Linked DNA regions of Sus scrofa: region 1 is linked to region 2. The links are chromatin contacts, called in public Hi-C maps. All regions are on one chromosome and are shown on one strand. The core of a region is the stretch at or near the end of the contact, and the rest is flanking DNA. Distances in the headings are between cores, read along the strand shown. Region 1 overlaps LOC106505748 (a long non-coding RNA gene). Region 2 holds the start of TBL1XR1 (F-box-like/WD repeat-containing protein TBL1XR1).

Region 1 (3,553 bases), core at 134-2,633, 470 kb before region 2:
TTCTAAAATTTCTCCCTACCTTCAGCATTCCTCAAGTTCCTAAAAGTGCTGCTTAGAGGAAAAGGCTTGCACTGAGGCAGAACTTTGTGGCTGTGAAAGTAATCCCAAGATGATACACAGAGAAGGAAGTGACTTGTAATTACAGGAACACTTGGTATTTTTGTTTACAATGTTTTGCCATTTGGAGGTGACTCTAGATGTTAGGTACAAAAGGTCCTCAGAGCTGCCTGATTATTCATCTGCCTCAGTGAAAAAGACACAAAGCTGGGTAAGAGAACAAGGCTAAGTAAATCTCCCTTCTGCACCTAAGGACCAATTTCAGCAGCCAATGGTGCCTTTAATTTAAGCCACAGCTCTTTTTAACCCAAGGTTTTCTTTAAAAGCTCTCTCCTATGAGCAAATTGACATTTGATGCACAAAGGCAAGTGTGATGAATGACATGCAAGAAAGACCACTGTAGATTTTTTTGGTTTTGGTTTTGATTTTTCAGTTTTCTTTCTAAATATGTGTAAGGAAAATATGGCCACATATATAATCCCCTGAAGGGCTCTTTCTTTTGCACTTGAACAATTAATGCAACCACTTACGAAAGAATAGACGATGCATCCCTAGGCATCCATTTTGTCACATCCTGGAGCCAAAATTCATATCAGAATAGATAGAAGGAAAAAGAATAGCTATAGCATAAGCACATACAATGGGTAGGGGAATCTAATTAATATGGATCTTTCATGAAATAAAATGAGCTTAACTTCTGGAATCAGACAAATCTTGGGTCTAATCTGCACTTCAAACTTACAGCTGAAGGTCTCTGAAGTGCACTTTCCTCATCTCTAAAATGAGAGTAATAATACCTGCTGCTTATGGTCATTGTGGGGACAAAAGGAGTTTATGTGCAGAAAGCTTAGCCCAATGTTTTGCCCTCAGTATGCATTCTATGAAAAAGAATTGTGCTGGCAGAGACTTACAAGGCTTTTCCCTAAACAAGGTTAATATTGGGGTGTGAAGGGTAGAAATAATAGTGGTTGCCACGAAACCAGCTACCACATAGCCAGACTTATTTGCCTGTCTCTCCCTATAGTAAAATTTTGTTCTGGCACCAAACAAAATGAATTGTTGTATACTGAGATGAGTGCAAATCCAGCATCTATTATTGGTATCTTTCTTAATGTTTTCAACACCATTTAAAAAAAAAAAAAAAAAAAAAAAAAAGCAGACCAACCAGCCAGTTGGAGACCATTCAACACTAAATAAACATTTGGAATGGGGCCATGCCTTTTGCAAAATTACAATCTGCTTAAAATAGATGGCCTCGGAGGTCGGTTTCAAATATACGCTATTGGATGTCCATGTTTGTTTACTTCTGTCCAAAGGCAACTTGGGGGCAAGCAACTCAGACAGCTGCTTTGGGAATTAGACAAACACTGCTGTTCCTTGAACAAGATGTGCTGCACCACTAATTCTATTTTAAAAAGGCCTCCATTTACCATTGTCGGAGAAGGTAAGGGCCTCCAAACAAGGCTTACAAATGCCATTTAGGGTGGGAAATGGAAATGGAGGTAAGAGGAGGGCTCTGCTTGCATTTATGATCTGGTCTTTTGGATTTCTAATTGAACCTATCCCTGGAAAGATTTCTTGATTTTCCAATAGATAGATAAGATAGAGATAGATAGATAGATAGACAGACAGAGAGACCAATCAACCAACTGGCCTAAAACCTTTTTGAAATGCTAAATACCTTTCAAAAGTTGAATAGTTTTCATAAAGTACTATTTAGGTCAAATAAATCAGGAAAATGTGGACTAAATACTTCCATTTAATTAATGCACATGTTGAAAATAAATGTGTTTTGGCAAAACTTTCTTGGATTTCCAAAATATAAAAACACTTAAAAATTAGTTATAGATGTTAGATATCCATCCCTTTTCATCTCAAATAAAACAACAATAATAATAATGGTATCAGATACACTTCTATGAGCGGAAAAAAAAAAAACATTTTTAAATTGCCAACAGCAGAATTTCCAGACATTAAAGGACTAGTAATTTGACCACTGAAACATTTTATAAAAATCATTAACATCAGCTATATTCTATAAACTATTCTCAAATTTTCCATTGATCCATCTTAAAATAAGGAAGAAAAGATCTGACTCTAGCAGGTAAGAATTTCCATTTTCCAGTACTTTCAGAATATTTTATTTGAGGACAAATACCAATTCTTCTGAGAAGTCTGCTTTGACTACCTTAGCCTACACTGATTTTCTGCTTTACTGAATTTTTATAGACTATAAGTCAGTCCACTTCATTCGGGAGCTAATTATCCACAGCTTATGCTTTTGCTCGATTGTTTCACATGTATTTGTTTTGTTTCCCAGCTAGATGATAAGCATTCTGAAAACAGTGAACATACCTTATATTTGTTCTGTACCTACTGGACCCCTGTTCAGTGCTGAGTACATAGAAAGTCTTTAGTAAATACTCACTGAATGAAAAAAAATTTTTGTGATTGCCACAGTTTGAAGTGGAGTGTTTCTTATGTGAACTATTACTTCATTTAATGCTATTCAGCATGTAGGTATATTAAAAGTCACGTGGTTGTACATTAGTGTTATCTGAGATGTTTTTAAAACATTCTTATGCCCCATGCTAGATGCTAGATTTAAAAAGAGAGGGGAAAGAATCATGCCCTTGCCGTCAAGGAGATTACAAATCTAGGGCCAAAGGCATAGATAGCAGATCATAGTAAATAAATATGATTAATAAATACTTCAGATATACAGGTTATACTTTAATTCATCATTTTGTAGCCTCTTCAGTTACCATTAATTTCTGAGGATATACTATAGCGATGTTGATTTGACCTGTGTACTCCCCAAGCCTTCTCTAATAACTTACTTCCCAACCATTCTCTAATGGGGTTATTTTTAAGGATGACTAAATTAATCTGTTGTGTGCTTGATCTGATTATTTTTGCTTACAGAAGAGAGTTCTATTTGCAAGTTCTAGGGAAAAATAACACATGAGAAGTAGCTTTGTGTATAATGAACATGAACAGTATATAATTATTACTACATATTATGACAAAGATAAAATAATAAGGACCAAGTGTATCCTTCCACTTAAAACTCTGGAAAGACTAGTTCCCGAGATGTTGGACATCAAGCAAAGAAGGATAATGATCCTGAAACCTGGGGAGCAAAGAAGGTAAGAACTATGAGTGCCCCAACTTACACTTTAGAGAAAGATTACAGACCATGGGGCATGAAGGGAGAACTCAGGCAGATCAGGGCAGACTATCTGAGTTGAGGAAATAGAGGAGGGAGTTCAGAAAAGCTAGAGTGCCAGCAGTTCACAGAGCAGAATACTGGGGAGAGAAAGCACTGCACAGAGAAAGTCCAAGATTTGCAGAGAGGGCATCCCCCTCAAATATTCCAACTAGTATTGATGAACAAATGATAATGATTAAACTACCTAAAAAGATTCAAGGGAATAGTGCCTATAATTCATCAGGGCCAGGAATATTGCCTGTTCACCACAACCAGAGGAGAAAA
Region 2 (3,364 bases), core at 815-3,314:
CTTACATATGTAATTAATCAGTGCTTAAATATATTGAAGGAAGATACAATGTTTTATTGGTTCTGGAAAGTCTTTGAAAAGGTGCTAGTTCTGCAGTAAATAAGCCTGAGCTTTAGAATCTTACTGAAAGGTAAGACTCACCCTCTTTGTGCTGTTTCCCTGAACACTCAACAGTGTTTTGGAAACCTGCAGTTATCTAAATTCCCATCAGGTGACATTGTTTAATCTGACATTCCCTCTTTCAAATATGAAAACAGCTCTAAGGACAAACCACCAAGATGCTTTGAACTCTCTTTCTGGTGCTTGGGAGGAGGTTTCCAATCTCACTCCCTTTCCTCTGATGATTTTCCTTGCCACCCCACCATCCCAATACATGGCTTGAAAGGGCCTCTGGCTTCTCCCCACCCTCTTTCAAGGGCTCATCAAAAAAAAAAAAAAAAAAAAAAAAAAAAAAAAAAAAAAAAAAAAAAAAAAAAAGGGCTCATCAGGGGCAGGAGCCTTTGACTTTGCTCAAAAAAAAAACACCTGTCTCATCACTGAGCTTATTAGGCCACCCAGAGTCCAGATGTGTAAAAGTTACTTGGAATGAACTTTTTTTTTAAGTATGAAAATTTAGGTCTCTGATACTGAGAGAAAAAGACTATTGCTTTAAAATAATGACTACACCAATTTCCAAATATTGTGATTAAAGTACGAAAACAGAACACCTCACCTAAAAAGGCTGTGAAAATGTTATTTTACTTTAAAGACAGGAATAACCGAAAGTAACAATAAAAAGGTTTCTTCTAGGCCTAATCTTAAGAGTAAGCTGCTTGTTATACACTAGGCTCATACAAAGGTCTTAGAAGACCCCAAGCCCTGATTTTGAGGACTTTAGAAAGATAAACGCATTTGTTTAAAAAAAAAAATGTGGCTTGCTTCCCTTTTTTTAAATAACCCCTTGCATTCCCTTTCTCATATTGTCACATCATCACTCATCTAAGTTACACTGTATAAACCGCCTTGATATGCTACACACATGCAAAAGTACACAAAGTGGATAAACTTGTACTGCCGATGCTGCCTTAGAAGTATGTATTTAGTAAACATTTAGTTACATTATTTTATTTTTGTGAAAAGCGAATTGATCGACCAAACCTTTCAAACAGACCCACCAGACGATAAATACCACCATATGTTTAATTCACTGTACATTTGGGCATAAACACTTCAATTACAGCTTTGTGTTTAGTATCAAAACCCTTTTCTTGTGTGCGTGTTTTCTGTACAGTTCCTGTGCTCTGGATTACATTTTGAGAATCGCTTATTACAGATAAAGCACCTTTCCAGGTACGCTTCCGAGAAACATATGTATTTATGCACACAAAGGTGCGTGCAGATCTTCTCACAAACACATGTCCATATGATGCCTGCGCCGTACTCTCCGCACACGCTCCCTGCGTGCGTTATGGCCCACCTGCCGCACCGCGCCGTCCGGGTGCCCGGGGGCCACGCCGGCCTACCCAGGAAAGTTTACCAGCAATGCCCCCCTCGCGACGGCGCGAGCATCCCCGCCCCCACAGGGCCTTGAGCCGCGCGGCCAACACCCAGGCCTCTCCGCACCCGGCCGCGCGCCGCGGTGGGGGCGGGGCGGTCCGGGCCCGGTGGCGCCTCGGGGCGCCTGCGGGTCTTTCTTTCTTTTTAAAAGGCTGCGCCGAACCCGCCCAGCCCCCCCAGCGCCACCGCCCCGGGCGGGCGGGGAGAGGAGCGGGGCCAGCAGAGGCCCCCCTAGCCGCGCCGCCACCGCCTCCCCGCGTCCGCGGCGCCCCTCCCCCGCCGGCCCCTCCCCGCGCGCCCGCCCGGCGCAGGCCGCTCGGGTTTGTTTTGCTGCGCGGCCGCCGCCGCCGCCGCCGCCGCCGCCGCCGCGGGCCTCGCGAGCTCATTTGTGCCTGGCTGGTCCCCATTCCTCTCTCCCCAGTGTTGAGTGTCTGAGCCGTTGGCTGCTCCGAACCGTTTGGCTCTTTCCCTTAGTAACAGCTTTTACCTTCTGCCTCAATTCCTCTCCCCGCTCGCGCCCTTCCCCCGCGCGCCGCCTCCCCCCGCCGCCGGCCGCGTGCGCCCCCGCCCCTCCCCCCGCGGCGGGAGCACCTCCGCTCGCCACCTGGGGACCCGCGCCGCGCTCCCCGCCCCCGCCCGCCCGGCGCCCATCCCCCGCGCCCTCCGCTTGCCGGGGTTATAATTGCCTCTCACCCCCCGGAGGGGTTATTTTGGGGGTGGTTGGAGGCGGCGGCGGCGGCGACGAGGGGAATTTCCTTGTGCCTCCATTCCCGGGAGGGGGGAGCGCGTCGGAGGCCACCGTTTCCAGGTAAGCGCCGGGGGCCGGACCCCGGGGTGGGGGCTGCGGGCCGGGGCGGGGGGCGCGGGCGGAGGTAGTTCGGGGGCGCCGGCCGGCGGGGGGATGGGCTCAAGTGGAACGTGCATTTTCAACTTGGCCCTTCGGGGAGCTGGGGGTTTGGTGGGGGAGGGAGAGAAAGGAAAGGCATTTAGGGTGCCCCATCCCCCCTTTTAGCTCTCTCAGGCTTCTTTGAAATGCTCACGTGCCTGCCCACCCCCTACCCTTTCCTGGTCCCGGGGGATCCTCACCCTTATTATGCTGTTGTCCCCGAAAATGTGCACCTCGGCCTTCTCCCCATCTTCCACCCTTCATCCGTTTACACCCCCTTTGTGTGTGAGTGTGTGTGTGTGTGTGTGTGTGTGTGTGTGTGTGTTGTATAGGGGGAGGCTTTCAGGAAGGAATGTGCAGCAAATTGAATCAAGGAGCCATCATGAGGCCGACTCCTTTATAGCCTATTTTTAGCAGGGGAGAGGGATCTCTACTGTGCGTGTTATTTTGTTAAACCTTAGGCAGCAATGGAAATCCGCTCCCCTCCCCCGGCGCGGCCCGGGCCCAGGCGCGGCGACCCCGGCCGGCGTGCGGGGGGCTGCGGGTGGCTGTTAGGGCCGTGCGTCCCGGGCGGGGGCGCGGGCGGGGGAGGGGCGCGCGGCGGCGGGGCCGCACTCCTGGACGTGTTTGTTTGTAACTTAGTGCTTTTTATCGTCTGGAGAAGATATTTGATAGAGCCACTTTGAAGTTGGGTTCAGAAGTGTAGAATTGGCAAAGTTATTGCCAGCTTCCTGGTAAGTTTTGGGTGGCTCAGAGTCACATTATTTTCTGACAGTGTAAAGGCCACGTTGTGAGGGTGGTTTCTTGGTAACTTCCTCTTTGCAACCGATGTCATTTTTTGAACAGAAACAGACTTTTATTTAAGTGAAATATTAATCTGAAATGGCAGTTCAAGGGAAGCCATGCATGTGTTAACGTGTTCAGTATTTTTGGAAGTTCCTA

The links. Hi-C and Micro-C count contacts between places; a contact is called where the count stands out from the background.
Region 1: a contact with region 2 is called in a Hi-C map of skeletal muscle, with 4 times the contacts expected there. The contact joins the enhancer-like site here to the promoter of TBL1XR1 in region 2. A contact is called at or near these places in 1 of 5 promoter capture datasets (liver), 2 of 47 Hi-C or Micro-C datasets (psoas muscle and skeletal muscle) and 2 of 2 datasets of contacts at active chromatin or transcription factors (alveolar macrophages and skeletal muscle).

The regions. Positions count from the first base shown.
Region 1 is chr13:115,953,036-115,956,588 of Sscrofa11.1, reverse strand. All of the region lies in intron 2 of LOC106505748 (a long non-coding RNA gene), which reads right to left. Among named protein-coding and RNA genes, the nearest start is that of TBL1XR1, 470 kb to the right of the region's middle. Within about 2 kb of position 1,383, at least 1 of the 83 cell types and tissues checked has an H3K27ac peak or open chromatin away from gene starts, as enhancers often do. A contact at or near this core is called in skeletal muscle, where this site is marked.
Region 2 is chr13:115,486,928-115,490,291 of Sscrofa11.1, reverse strand. It overlaps TBL1XR1 (F-box-like/WD repeat-containing protein TBL1XR1), which reads left to right and starts at 2,064. Exons shown (of 16, transcript XM_021071196.1): 1 at 2,064-2,344. It overlaps LOC106505748 (a long non-coding RNA gene), which reads right to left and starts at 2,730. Exons shown (of 8, transcript XR_002338112.1): 1 at 2,623-2,730.